Regions from separate parts of the Drosophila melanogaster genome. Here all the other regions are linked to region 1. Evidence: chromatin contacts called from public targeted proximity ligation data. All regions are on one chromosome and are shown on one strand. The core of a region is the stretch at or near the end of the contact, and the rest is flanking DNA. Distances in the headings are between cores, read along the strand shown.

Region 1 (4,660 bases), core at 812-3,311:
ACACCCGAACAACAAATGTCAGGATGGCCGAGTGGTCTAAGGCGCTGCGTTCAGGTCGCAGTCTACTCTGTAGGCGTGGGTTCGAATCCCACTTCTGACAAGAACTTTTTGCCATTTTTTCGTTTTATTTTTTGAGCTACAAAAATAAAAATTTCTAAAATCCAAAGTATTTTACAATTATTAAATCAAGAATATACTCTCTCTTGACCAAACTGGAAATTGGCACTCGTTAGTTTAACAGTCAGGATGGCCGAGTGGTCTAAGGCGCTGCGTTCAGGTCGCAGTCTACTCTGTAGGCGTGGGTTCGAATCCCACTTCTGACAATACTCTTTTATTCTATTTTCCACAATTTTTTTCTAATACCAATTAAACTATTTTTACTTGTGCTAAACACACACTTCTTTTCAGTTTTGAGAATGAACCGTTTCAGTATGTGGTCCCCAACCAAAAGAAAATTTGATCTTACGGCTCTTGAGAGTCAGGATGGCCGAGTGGTCTAAGGCGCTGCGTTCAGGTCGCAGTCTACTCTGTAGGCGTGGGTTCGAATCCCACTTCTGACAAAGATTTTTTGTCCAATTTCATTCAGCAAAACGATTAATTTTTCCAACTAAAACTTTTTTTGCCCCTCACAATGATCACCATTTGTTTGGAGCATACATTAGATTGCTTTAACGAGCCAGCTTCCCTCTCAGGGGCGCCAGAAAAATTACAAGTAAATCAATTTGTAACCGCCTAATTGTCAATATTCCAATCACATAATCGGCTGCCAGTTAACGATTGCCCCCGGCTGTCGGGCAGACCGACAGATACAGCGAGACCACACAGGCGATGATCAAGCCTGGCCCCCTTGGGAATTATCGCCGTCTGGCATCGCCTGCAAACACTTCTACTTCTACATTCATCGCCAGCTCGAGTCATTCGGCTCAATCAGACAGAAATTAAAATGCTGACTGAGCGCGTTTTCGAATGCGGCCCACTCAGTAGTTTGTGTTTTCACAATTGTTCTTGGGAAAAAACAGTGCAGGTCCATCCGTAATTATGCTGCTGTTTGTCGGTCGTAAAACGCAATCAACTGGCCACGACAATTGACAATTTGGCTAGTGTAAAACTAGCCATTAAAGTTTTATTTGCTTTAGCACTTGAGAAATTGAGGCTGGCCTGGCCATAACAGGCGAATGGGTCAATTGGCATGTGACAGCAAGAAGCTGCAAGCTGCAGGCTGCAATTTCCACAGACAATGCAAATTGACGTCTTGGAAATATGAGTGATGTGACAAGTGGATGCTTATCTGCGGCTCGACGCCCCTGTTTTTTTTCGAGGGGCTTGCCTCCTTCGTCTGATGAGCGCCCATTGAAATTTATGACTTCGTCGAACCGCCAATTGATTGGCTTTTAAATATCCAAATGAAGGCTGCCAATCGCGAATTGTGCGGCCGTAATTAATGTACAAAAATCATTTGAACGCACGCCCCAAAGCAACACCTGCAGCTGTTGGTATCTTTATTTATGGAAAGCTTTTAACACTTTTAATTAATTATGGGATGGAAAAGTTGGCGGCTTAGCTATGTTGCAAATTTATGACACTACAAATTGATAATTGATAAGCAAAAATGCTATCTAAATGCTAATTTCTCGAAAAGCATATAAAACTAGAGTTAAGTGGTATTTAAGTATTGCAATGTACAATTAATATATTATATACAATCAACTACAAGGTGCGTAATTGAAAGGTGCGCAGACATCATATTATTAAGTAGTAGTTGAAGTATTATTTTCTTCGATTTGATACATATTCATTGCGCAGTACTTTATTCTTTAAAACACTATTATTTTAAATATGACTCATTAAAATAATAAATCATAAAAGAAATACCTATTTTTTAATGTCCTTCAATGGTAGTTTTTACTGTGCGCGATTGAAATCTCAGCCTGATTCCGAATTTGTCAGAGCTTTCCGGCGAAGATCTCGCACGCATGGGCACAAAGCTCGACAAAGCTGGAGAGACGCTCTCCAAACCGAGCTTCGCGCGGTGCCTTCGCGTGACGCAGGCGGAGCTTTCGACAGTCTGCTCCCACGAGTGACGTAGCGCAGTATAGAATGCAGAACGTAACAGAATCGTAATCGGAGCCGCATAGCATACCGCTAATTAGAAGATAGATGCCCTTTTCATTTAATCGTATCTAGCTGCGATCGCTTAAACCGGCGCCAATTGTATTCAAAGTTCCGTAACCGAAAGCTTTCACCTAGAGTTCTTGCCGTGGGGTTATTAAACTCAGAACTGCCGGTCAGAGAAAAGGAGACTTTGTGTGACAGGTGAGTTCATTATGTACATATGTATCTGTTTTCCTAAGATAAGCATAGGTAAATAATGGCGATGTGGGGTACATATGTTTATATTTAATTTCAAAGTATTTTGTAAAAGGTAAGACCACGCGGCTTTGAAAGGCAAGCACAAGTTATCCAAAAAAGCTTTTCCGTGGATGTGCATCTTATTGGTGCTTTTCTACGTGCAGCAAAGCAAGCTTTTATTCGCCAGAGCGAAAGTTCTTGGGGTCACTCTAGGTTTTCTTTTATTCCAAGAAAGAAAATAAGAAAATAAATAAGATATATGTATGTACTTATTTTAATGGTTTTCTAAACTAGAGCTTATTAATAAAATGATAAAAGAAGCAATAACCTTAAATTAAAATGAGTGATTTTATCCAATTTTAAAATAATATTTGATAGATGACGAATACGATAACCACTCTTCGGATTTGCCAGGCTGTGTCGCTAAATCCTAGCGCGAATGGGCCGGAACCAGTATTGCCACCTTCCTCCAGGATTTGTCTGATGGGTTGCCAGGATGTAAAGCCCAATGATCTGCGTCGTTTTCCAGTCCACGATACCGATCGGTGAGTATTATACACATACATACATACATATGTAGGTTCCTCCTGCCAAGAACCACATTAAACCTGTTTTTAGAGCCTACGGAGAGCTTTCCGATCGATTCGATCACCGAAGCTTGTTTTTGTTGCGAATCACAAGTGCTCATTCTATATTTTAAACACCATACCATTAAAGCCATAACAATCCAAAGCTTTGGACCCCGCTCGGTGCTCCTCTTCTTCGTCTGATACCGATACCGATACTCGCAGTCAAAGGTCATTGAACTTTCGCCCTCCCTCTCTTTCTCTGTCTCTGTCTCTCTGTTTTTTTCTCGGTTCGCATAAAAGTGCATCATTTTCATAGGAATATTTCAATGCCATGGCGGCTAAGAACTTGTGCAGTGCAGCAATCAGAAATGCAATAATGCCGATGTGGGCGGGGCAGTGGGTGGGCGGGGGATAGGTCCCAGATTCCGACTCCCATTTATTTATAGCTCTCACGCTCTCCTGTAAATGCAACAAATGCGCGTGGGGCTCTGCTCTGCTGGCCGTGAAGTGAAGTTATTTTGTGTTTCTTTGCTGCTTCTTCATCTCCAGTTTCTGCAGTTGGTGCGCAAAAAAAAAAAATAGAGTTCCGTCTGCCAAAGTTACTTGGCATTGGCCATGGAGTTTAGAGTGGACCACTGTTAAGCGAATTCTTCCTCTTTCCGAGGAAACCCCAGAATGTTAAGCTTTATTTATTATCAAGGAAAGCTCATATTTTACCTTTCGTCGGTATTATCACTAAATGTACTTTGAGACCAAAAAAGTGAAAGTCACTTTTATAAGCAAAATCGAAATAAGAATGACGTTTGCTAAGTTTAATTATAATAGTTGGTTATCTAACTGTAGTCATTGAGTTCCGTTTAAAAATTTTCAAGATATAGTATGAAATTTTAAAGTGAATTATGACAATAATTTTAATTTCACACAGTTGTACGTTGGTTTTGTAAGTTAAGCATAAACCATTCTTATGAAAATGGTTTCAAGCGATTAAAATTTATTTAAAACTTGGCTAGTAAGTCAGATTAAATATGGTATGAGTAGGCAAATGATTTTGCTGTCCCTGACCTGCACAATAATTTCGCATTCGGTCCACCCTAAAGGCCTTAATTGTTGTTGTTGTTTCGCCTAGCCATAAGCATAAGGCAAAAAGAAAATAAGCCTCATTCCCCCATCTTCCACAAATCGGCAGAAACAACAAAAATAGGGGGAAGTTGAGCAGAAGCTGCAGCAAAAGCAACAGCAACAACAAACAATAACAATTCCCCGCGAAACTTCCGCTGAGCGAGAAGGAGCGTACGAAAGCGTTGCTTCTCGTTCGCACTCGCAAAAGAAGCATAAAAAGAGCTTAATTGCAGCGAAAACTTTTTCAAGAACTTTTCCAAGAGAGAGCGATAAAGAGAGCGGAGAGCGAAAGTCGGATCTAATTTGAAAGCGTCGCAAGAACCAGAACGAAACTCCAATGCAGTTTCATTTTGTCAGTTTAATCATTAAACAAAGAACTGCGCAACCGATCGCAACTAGCTCGTGGACTCTTGTTCTCCCAATAATTGGTATGTTTTCCATTTTGCGTTAACATGGAAAATGTGTGAAAAGCTTTTTCCCCCTCCAAAAGAAGCGTACTGAACTAAGCTTTCGGTGGTTAGTAATAGTAGTCGTTATATCTTATTTTTCTTATTTACGTGCAGCTGCAATCATTGGCTGCGTCACTTTGGCGTCAGCTATAAACTGGTGGATCAACTCGGCGG
Region 2 (4,660 bases), core at 958-3,457, 53 kb after region 1:
ATTTATTATCCAATTAAAAGCATAAATCAAATTTGATAACCAGGAAAGCGCACAAAGTGACAAAGGTTGTCCGTAGATAAATGCAATGCGAAACATTAGTGTCTAAAACATTATACGACATTCAATTCCATTTTTCTTTTTCGCAATGTATAAAAATATATTTGAACGTCACAGCTGACGCAGTTTTGTCTGTGCCCCCTCACAAAGTTTCTAGCTCTTTTTTTTTTATAATATTTATGCACATGACACAAAAACGTGAGCCGCTTGTTGTTGCCATTATTTATATGCACAAATTTGCTGTATTTTATTTGTTTCTTTTTTTCGCCTTGCTAGAATTTATTGAAATAAATTGTGCCCGCTTTTTAAAGCAATTCCATTCCGCTCCAATTTGAATTAAAGTTGTGTAAAGTTCTTAAAGAACGTTCTCCAGGGGCGTGGTGTACCGAGGGGTGTGCGGAGGGGTACGCAGGTGGGCGGTGGGCGGTGGGTGGGTGGTTTGTCGACTTTTAGGGGGGTTGGGGGCATTCCCGACTGTCTGGCGCATGAAGAGGAAAAAAACTGGGTCAAAAGTTGGAAAAATTATAAAGTAAAGCAAAGAAAGAAAAGCGTAGCAAAAGTTCAGTTCAAAGAAATGGAAGAGGAAAAGCTGAAAGCACTGGGAAAAGGGGGAAAGAAGGTTGGGGAAGGGGGTAGGGGGGGGGGCTCACTAACGCGAATGTTTATGCACACATACACATGCACTCGCTTTATCTCACAGCCTGCATTTTTGTTTATTACTGCTCCTTTGCTATTTGTTTGTTTTTCGACTTTATTGCAGCCAACAAGAAATCGAAATAAAGAAGTCTCTGAAGATATTTCAGGAAATTAAAATGGGCAGAAGATCGTAAAAAACAAAGGGGAGCTGGTAGATATGACATACTCTTCACACTTGAAGGCATTTCAATTGCAATGGAAAAGATGCTGGCCAATAGAAAAAGTTCTAAACAAAACATTGTATCTCTTTAAAAACACTTGAATTTGCATTAAAGTATTTGTGCTTACAAGAGCATTTTTGAAAGACTGAAGAAAAAAGTTATGATTAATGCAGACAGATTTGCTAACAACATAACATTAATGGCTATCATTAATCATTTGAAACTTCAGCAAGAATTTAGCAAAGCATAATAATATTTTATTTCCCAATTAGTGGCTAGTATTCTTCCAATTACAGCCATTTATAATCAAATTAAATACAAAATTCAATTGCTTTTCGACCAACATCCGCTTGTCTAATGCCCACAAACTTCCAAGGCCCAATTTACACGCCCACTCCGCCCACTTAAACACACACCTCAAAAGAGGTGTTAACTGCAATTTTATGCAAATTAGTTGCAAACAAAACACAATTCGTTTGAGTTAAGTTCGTTGAGGCAGCGATGGCTATCAATCGTAGACAAAAAGCTAATTGCATTGTTTGTAGTTTAATTAACCAAAATGTTCAAGCCGCACCTTTGAATCAGAAAACAGAAATCGAATATATACTATTTACAGATATATATATGCGACACCTACTCTGTGAGTAAAACGGAAATCTGATTTGGCACTCTAAAAGAATAACAAATGAACCTGAGCACAAAAAAAAAACCAAAACAAGACAAACTTCCAGTCATAAATATTGGCTAATTATGTATAAAAAGTAAACAGCCTTCAAGACCAACAGTAAGTAAACAAAAAAAAAAAAAAAAAAAAATCCAACAAAATGTCAAAGCAGAAATATTTGCTGTTAAAATTGTTAAACTTTTTTGTGTGGCCGCAGTACTTTTGTCAGCTGCAGATGCAGAAAATGTTAACTGCACAAAATGTAAATAAATTTTCCTCGTCGGCAGAGGCAGCGCTGCAAAGTCACGTTGCGGCAGCAGTCAACAGACAGCGCGATTTGTGCCACTAACCTACTTCAAGACAACCGACAACTGAACCGACTCACAAGCTCAACAAGCCAGCAGCTCCCCGTCTCTTTCGCGCCATGTATGTGCCTCTCTTTCTACTGCTGTGCCTCACTTTGTCCATGCAATCTGAAGCGTTGACAAAATTGAAGTAAAAAAAAAATGCATAAAATACTTTTACGCAAAAAATATCAGAAACTATTATAAAATCTATGCTCAAGTCTACTTTCCTGTATACTAATTAAATCAAATAAATTACGATAACTGCAGTGCGCAGTGTGACCATGCTAACGAGCAAAGGTGTAACCATGCCACAAAATTGAACGTCAAAAAAAGGCAATTATATTGCCCTTTAATTTAAATATAATCTCAAATGCCAGTGTTTCTATTGAAAAATCAACGTTAGGGACACACAACTTCTATCTGCAGTCATTTCACACTTTATTCCACCCACCCACACAAGTAATATTCAAGTTCCTTTGACCGAGTCTTGAACTTTTCCCTCCACCTCCCACAAATTAGGCAGCTTGAAAGCCAAAAAGGCGTTGATTGATTTGAATAAGGTTTCAGTAAGGCCCAAGAAAAGGTGCGATTGATGGAAAAGGTGAGCGCCGAAGGTTTTTAATCTCGGAACATGTGTCCACGGCTAAGTGATTTGGTCAATGGTCAGCAGCTGTCGCAACTGAAAGCCGAGAACAGCTCAATTGAAATATTTCAAAAACTTATTTATGGGCCAAGTGACAGATACGAGTATATGTGCATAAGGCAAAGGGATAGGCTGGAGACAGATGTAGACAGTTTTCTGGTTTTGTTCGCTGACCCATAAAAATTATCAGGCTGTCAATGCGACTCAGTGACACGAGACAGACGTGTGGCGGGGACCTAAGCCACAAGCCCCAAAAAAGAAACCACTCACGGATATCAAACCATTATGTGCCTATCCATTCGGGGCATTATCAAAGCTCTCAGTGGCAATTATGTGGGCATTGTTGCCGGGGTCTCGACTCTATGATTCATCAACATCATCAGCTGCTGCTGGCTATAATAAACATAATTCTCGTTTATTATTATTTTTTTTTTACATTGCTCGCTTGCCTATTTGTCTATTGTGTGGCACAGCTGCACTGGACCACAGTTAGGAAATTTGCTGCCTTTTGTTGCACTCCTTCAAAAGTTAATCAAGATCTAAATGGTTTTCAGCTGGCAAGTTCAGTTTGTAAAAAGGTTACTATGGGGGGTACTTTGAAGATATGGTTCTGAGAAACATATTTCTTTTGTTATTTTAAATAAGGTATATATTTCTTATCCAAGTATTTATATTTTTCTGATAAGGATTCACACAACGATTTGATATGATACGATGTAATCAATATAATCAGCCATTAATTAGTCTGTTTAGTTCAACGAACCTCTGCCATTTGCCGTTTAATTCATTTCCATTTTTAGCCAATTAACTTGACCAGTTGCTAATTAAATTTACAATAGCTGAAACCAACACCCAGGGGAGAGAAAGGGGTATAGGGGTTACTGCCATACGATATGGTCATAAAATATGTTTAATAAACACACGCATAGGGGCTGAGAGAGAAAGAGAGAGAGTCGGAGATAGACTAGACAGAGACGGACACCTTCATCTAATTAAAAATATAATTTATGTTGACTCTCTTTTTGTTGCTGATACCAAAATGGCACTAAAAGTTGGCCAAAAGCGGCAGGGCGCGCGGGGACTGTTGTCAAGGCAATTAAACTTGGTTAACCTGCCTGGACATTCATACAAATAACCCCTCGATCCTAACACTCTTTACAAACTGGATTGACCCCACTATAAAGAAAAAAGAAGCAACATTTTTAAATTATAAAAGCAAAGACGAACTCACGCTTTTTCCTGCATTTTGCATGCGTTTAGTTTATTCGCAGCTAGAAAAACGCACCGAAGCATTAAGAAGCATTTGTGGGAGAAACATTTTTGCATTTGCCATTAAAATGCACACTTTTAAAGCCAACTTAAAAGAGAAAAGTTCACTTTTTTCCACATTTTTTTTGTGTTTTGTAATTTCCTATTTTTGCATAGATAAAAGATACAAAAATACAAAAAAGCCACGTTGTTGTTTCTGCTTTGTTGGTTGAGCTGCTGGCTTGGGTTTGTTGGTGGCTCAACAGCGCGTAAAAGTCAACGACAGCTAAATGTGGCGCTCGAAATTAATTTCCAACTTTTATTGTGGTTATACCCCATCGGCCCAGTATTCCATACCATAGCTCCCACTGACTATATAATTTTAATGAGACACACATGAGATGATGATGAGATACATCTGCGGAGTATATTCAACTTTAACTTACGATCTTTTTGGTACAGCTAAATAACTGGGCACTGTTCCATGACTCAAACTCACTCTGAATTGTTTGGGGTTAAGTGCGGCATACACGTAATGTGAGACCAGCAATTTTGTAGTTTTGCAAAACTTACTTAGAATGAGAACAATAATGGGAGATTGTTAGAACAGTTGTGTTATATCGAGATGTTGAATAATTGTTAAGCTATCTTTGGGTACTGTGTGATTTTAACTCTCACAAATTGTTTCGAAAACTGTGATTATTTATATAATACCATTTCCTTGCTAGATCAAAATGCAATATTTTATTTAAGCCCTAGTTTTATTTATATGCGCCGCACAAAATAAATCAAAGACTCTAAAGACTTCTACCCTATTTCTGCACCACTTATCTACTCATTGTTT
Region 3 (4,660 bases), core at 1,305-3,804, 34 kb after region 1:
TAATGATTGAGCGAACGGGGCAACGAGGAAGCCAACTTCAAATTGTTGTAAAACCTCTTGAAATACGCTTTAAGCTCATTACGCGCAAGTTATCAAACTTTAATCAAGGTTGAGTCATGCTTGAAAAACTTTTTCGTGGACCACATGACTCACAGAACTACAGAACTTGTGAACAGAAGTGGGAAATAATTAATTTAGGTCGGCTCAATTAAGAATTAAACACACATTAATTAAAACTTTATGGACTTTTAATGCCGATCACAATGGAAGATGTTTGTTAAGCTACACAGAAAATGTTTAAAAACTTTTAGCTTAAAGGTTTTTAAAGCTGTACAAAATAAGCACTATTTTAATAATTAAACAATAGAGCAGCACAAGTAAAAACCTTGTTCTTATTTAACGTTTATCTGGAAAATATTATAACATTGCAAAAAAATTGAGGTACAACAACCCACGCATTCATGTTTATACCCTTGCATTTTCGTAAGTTATTTCTTTTATTTTGGTCCATGCCGTTGGCATTGTTTTAATGTAATTTTTTTTCACAGAAATGTATTTCGATTTTTATATGCTCTGGTTGAATTTCATTGTTTTAGTCAGCATTTAACCGAGAGGCATTCTTGTATTTGCATAGAACATGCAGTCCATAAAAAAATATGGCATTTAAATAGTTTTAGTTATTTGGAATTTAGAACAAGAACTACACACGTATTTTATTAGCTTTTGATTGTACACAACAGCTTTTAGATTTTTAATTTATTAGCTATAACAAGTTTTTCCTTTGGCTGAATTGACGTTAAATGTTTGCCTCTTAAAATTGAACTCCCTTTGGGGGAATTAACCTTTTTGACATTCATCGCTGACGTTAATTACTTCGGATGGCTTAACGTGTTTTATTTATTTAATTTTCTCTTTGGCATTTCCCTTTTATTTGACACACACAATCTCAATGAAATTTTAATGATAATTTATATGGTTATTTTAAAATTTATACACTTTTGAGCAAATTAATTCTGTCTTGCAGCTTACAATTGCAGTGCTGTGCACTTTGCTTGGACATTTGTGTGGAAATTTTTGTGTAATTTTTCTTTCCGAGTTTTCTTTTTAAGTTTTCGGCATTTAACAACCAAAATGTTGCCTTTTGTGGTTGTTGTTTGGCAACACACAACAAAATTTGGTAATCGGTTTAGGCTTTAAGCAATTTGGCAACTGCATTTCGAAGCCATTCAAATGCCACACTAAAACATCTTTAAGTTTGTGTGGTTTTTTTGGTTTAGCATATGTTTTGAACAAACATTTGTCGAACAAATGTTTCTCATCTCTATTCAGAAAAAAAAAAATAAAAAACAAATTGTCTCGATTAATCACACGTTTTAGGCGTGTTATGAATGTGAGTCAGCTCAGGTTGCAGGTGACGCAATTATAGCGCATTCCTCTTGGCCTTTTGAACTTGGCACTTTCAGATTAAACTGATATTGAAGCCAGATTAGGGAAACTTTCAAATACTCATGAATAAATAAAGACCCAGCGATTTTTCAGTTCCCCATTTGAGTTTCTCACATAAATTGCAATTAAATACGAAATTCAGTATCCATCCGTGGGTTCATCGATACCTCAATAATTTATCCGTAAATCCATAATGAAGAATGCAAAATAAGCTTGTTCGCTATCTCTAACCATTTAAGTGCCATCAGTTTTGGCCAAATATTATTGTTGCTTTAACCTCAGTGTGTGTGTTTAAAAAATAACCAACGTAGGGACAGTTGACCATTTTCCCACACCAAAATCAGAAAAAAACTGGAAAAAAATGTCACAACAAAATCAACTAAAAAAGAGGAAGCACCACGCGGCAGACACAAAACATGTTTAAAAATGCATAAATTAAGGAGGGCGGGCAGTAAAAACAAAACAAAAAAAAAAAAACAATGAAAAAGCGGCAGCAAAGCCAAATGCAAATCAGCATTGAGGCCAAAGCGAAAAAAGGAGGGCAGCCATGGGAGCTGGTGGGCGTGTTAATTACACACACCGGGACACAGTGCCTGCAAGAAGTTTTCCGACAGGAAAAAGGTTCTCACTGAAATTTAAGTTTTGTTTTTGACATTTTAAAACAATTTTAAATTTAAATGGAATAATAAGAACACATTATTTTAATTTTAATAAGAAAATGAAAAAATTTACATTTCCGCTTGTGCGTAAAACTTAATCAAAACCCACTGTGCATTAGCATAAATAAAATAGTGCAAATTGGCAAAGCCGTAGAATCTGTATTGTATTTTCTTTTAGACCCAGTTTACGGCATTTTCACTATAAAGTTGAAAACCAGGTGCGTTATTACTGATGTGTGTGTGTGTGAATTTGGAAATGCATTGGCAAGCGGAAATGTAAAGCACAACACAAAATGCAAATGCAGAAAAAAGTCAGCAAAGCAACACAGAAAAAAAAAAAACGCAAGAAAATAAGAAACAAAACCACAAACAGCTGATGGTGACGATTCAAAAGGCATCGCTGCTTTTGTGTGTGTGGTTTAATGACCTTGCCCAAGTTGCGCGCCTCTCGCTCGCACCCGTTGTAAAGTAAAAGAGAAAAGGTGGTGGACAGGGGGGATGGGGATTATGGGGTGTGGGGTGGGGTCCATTGGTATTTGCTCCCCTGCCAAGCTGACGCCATGTGGTCGCTAGTGCGCGAGGGAGAAGGGGTGCACGCGCGGGAATGAGACAGCGTTCGTGCCTAATTTTAATTTTGTGCACACTTCGCACGCCTCACACTCCCACATTCCCCTTCTCATTTCCCCCTTTTTATAGCCCTCTCCCTCGCTCTTTTTTTATTGGCCGAACGCAGCGAATTTTATTTTTAAACTATTAAAAACCGTATCGGCAAGAGAATTGTGTCAAGTGTAAATTGAATACATTGTCGGTCGCCTCTTTTATTTAAAGATATGATAAAATTAAACAAGAAACTGAGAGAAAAAAAAAAGCAAATTCGCATGTAGGCGTCAAATTGAGCTCAAAGAAGCTGGGGTCGGAAAAATCGAATTTTTGAAATTTGAAAGCTGGAATCGTTTGCCCATTTTTTGCCCATGTTTGCCCACCAATTAGTTTTTTTTGCCCACGTCCAGTTTTTGAGATATGAATTTTCGAAAAAGTTCGAAAATTTTCGAAAATCAAAAATTTCGCTTTTTCCAAAATTTTTTTTTTTAAATCGCAATAACATCGTTTGCCCACGTTTGCCCACCCTTTAGAATTTTGAAAAAATTTATACTTTAGAAAATATAAGGCTTTTAAGTTTACCTCGGTCTAATCAGAGAGTAAATCGTTTGCCCATCTCTTAAAACCAAATATTATCAACAAAAAACGTTTGCCCAACCATTATTATTAGTTTTTATCGTTTGCCCACCCTTTAAAAAACCTTTAACAAAAATTTTTTTTCGATTGCCCACATTTAAAATACACCCAATTTCGTTAGCCCACCTCTTTAAAATAAAAATTTCCAATAAAAAACGTTTGCCCACCATTTAAAACTAAATAATTTCGTTTGCCCATCCTTTAAAATTCATTTTTAACGTTTGCCCACCCTTTAAAAATAAATTATTTCGTTTGCCCACCCTTTAAAATTTGTTTTTTTCGTTTGCCCACTCTTAAAACTAAATAATTTCGATTGCCCACCTTTTAAAACTAAATAATTTCGTTTGCCCATCCTTTAAAATTCATTTTTAACGTTTGCCCACCCTTTAAAAATAAATTATTTCGTTTGCCCACCCTTTAAAATTTGTTTTTTTCGTTTGCCCACTCTTAAAACTAAATAATTTCGATTGCCCACCTTTTAAAACTAAATAATTTCGTTTGCCCATCCTTTAAAATTCATTTTTAACGTTTGCCCACCCTTTAAAAATAAATTATTTCGTTTGCCCACCCTTTAAAATTTGTTTTTTTCGTTTGCCCACTCTTAAAACTAAATAATTTCGATTGCCCACCTTTTAAAACTAAATTATTTCTTTTGCCCATCCTAAAATCTTAAGAATAAATAAATTCTATTGCCCACCATATAAACACGTGCCACTTTCCTAGTTTTAGGATCTGCCTACATAACACGTGCAGACGCACAGGTGTTTCTGGGTTTATATAGACCAAAAATTGGTTCCGATTGCCAATCTTGTAATTTACAGTTTACCAGGTAATTACATAATTTTCAAACCTCACTTTATGATAGGGTCCACACTCACTTTATGATAGGGTCGACAAGTGTTTTAGATTTTATAGAGGATTCTGACCTGCCATGAAAAACCCATTCTTAAAAAATTTAACACTTTGTCACAGGTAAAAAATTGGACCCTATCATAAAGTGAGGTTTGAAAATTATGTAATTACCTGGTAAACTGTAAATTACAAGATTGGCAATCGGAACCAATTTTTGGTCTATATAAACCCAGAAACACCTGTGCGTCTGCACGTGTTATGTAGGCAGATCCTAAAACTAGGAAAGTGGCACGTGTTTATATGGTGGGCAATAGAATTTATTTATTCTTAAGATTTTAGGATGGGCAAAAGAAATAATTTAGTTTTAAAAGGTGGGCAATCGAAATTATTTAGTTTTAAGAGTGGGCAAACGAAAAAAACAAATTTTAAAGGGTGGGCAAACGAAATAATTTATTTTTAAAGGGTGG

The links.
Region 2: a contact with region 1 is called in a targeted proximity ligation map of the S2 cell line, with 5 times the contacts expected there. A contact is called at or near these places in 35 of 107 Hi-C or Micro-C datasets (the Clone 8 cell line, the Kc167 cell line, the ML-DmBG3-c2 cell line and 17 more) and 4 of 7 datasets of targeted methods (the Kc167 cell line and the S2 cell line).
Region 3: a contact with region 1 is called in a targeted proximity ligation map of the S2 cell line, with 4 times the contacts expected there. A contact is called at or near these places in 33 of 107 Hi-C or Micro-C datasets (the Clone 8 cell line, the D17-c3 cell line, the Kc167 cell line and 12 more) and 6 of 7 datasets of targeted methods (the Kc167 cell line and the S2 cell line).

What each region holds. Positions count from the first base shown.
Region 1 is chr3L:8,056,114-8,060,773 of dm6, reverse strand. bip1 (bip1,) reads left to right here and starts at 2,061. Exons shown (of 4, transcript NM_139912.5): 1 at 2,061-2,313; 2 at 2,728-2,894; 3 at 4,601-4,660. The coding sequence starts at 2,728. It overlaps tRNA:Leu-CAG-1-2 (transfer RNA:Leucine-CAG 1-2), which reads left to right and starts at 478; the gene lies at 478-560. tRNA:Leu-CAG-1-3 (transfer RNA:Leucine-CAG 1-3) reads left to right here and starts at 241; the gene lies at 241-323. It overlaps tRNA:Leu-CAG-1-4 (transfer RNA:Leucine-CAG 1-4), which reads left to right and starts at 18; the gene lies at 18-100. It also overlaps asRNA:CR45867 and asRNA:CR45868.
Region 2 is chr3L:8,003,273-8,007,932 of dm6, reverse strand. The region is part of intron 3 of nmo (nemo); the gene reads right to left. Among named protein-coding and RNA genes, the nearest start is that of tRNA:Ala-AGC-2-1, 23 kb to the left of the region's middle.
Region 3 is chr3L:8,022,450-8,027,109 of dm6, reverse strand. All of the region lies in intron 3 of nmo (nemo), which reads right to left. Among named protein-coding and RNA genes, the nearest start is that of tRNA:Ala-AGC-2-1, 3.8 kb to the left of the region's middle.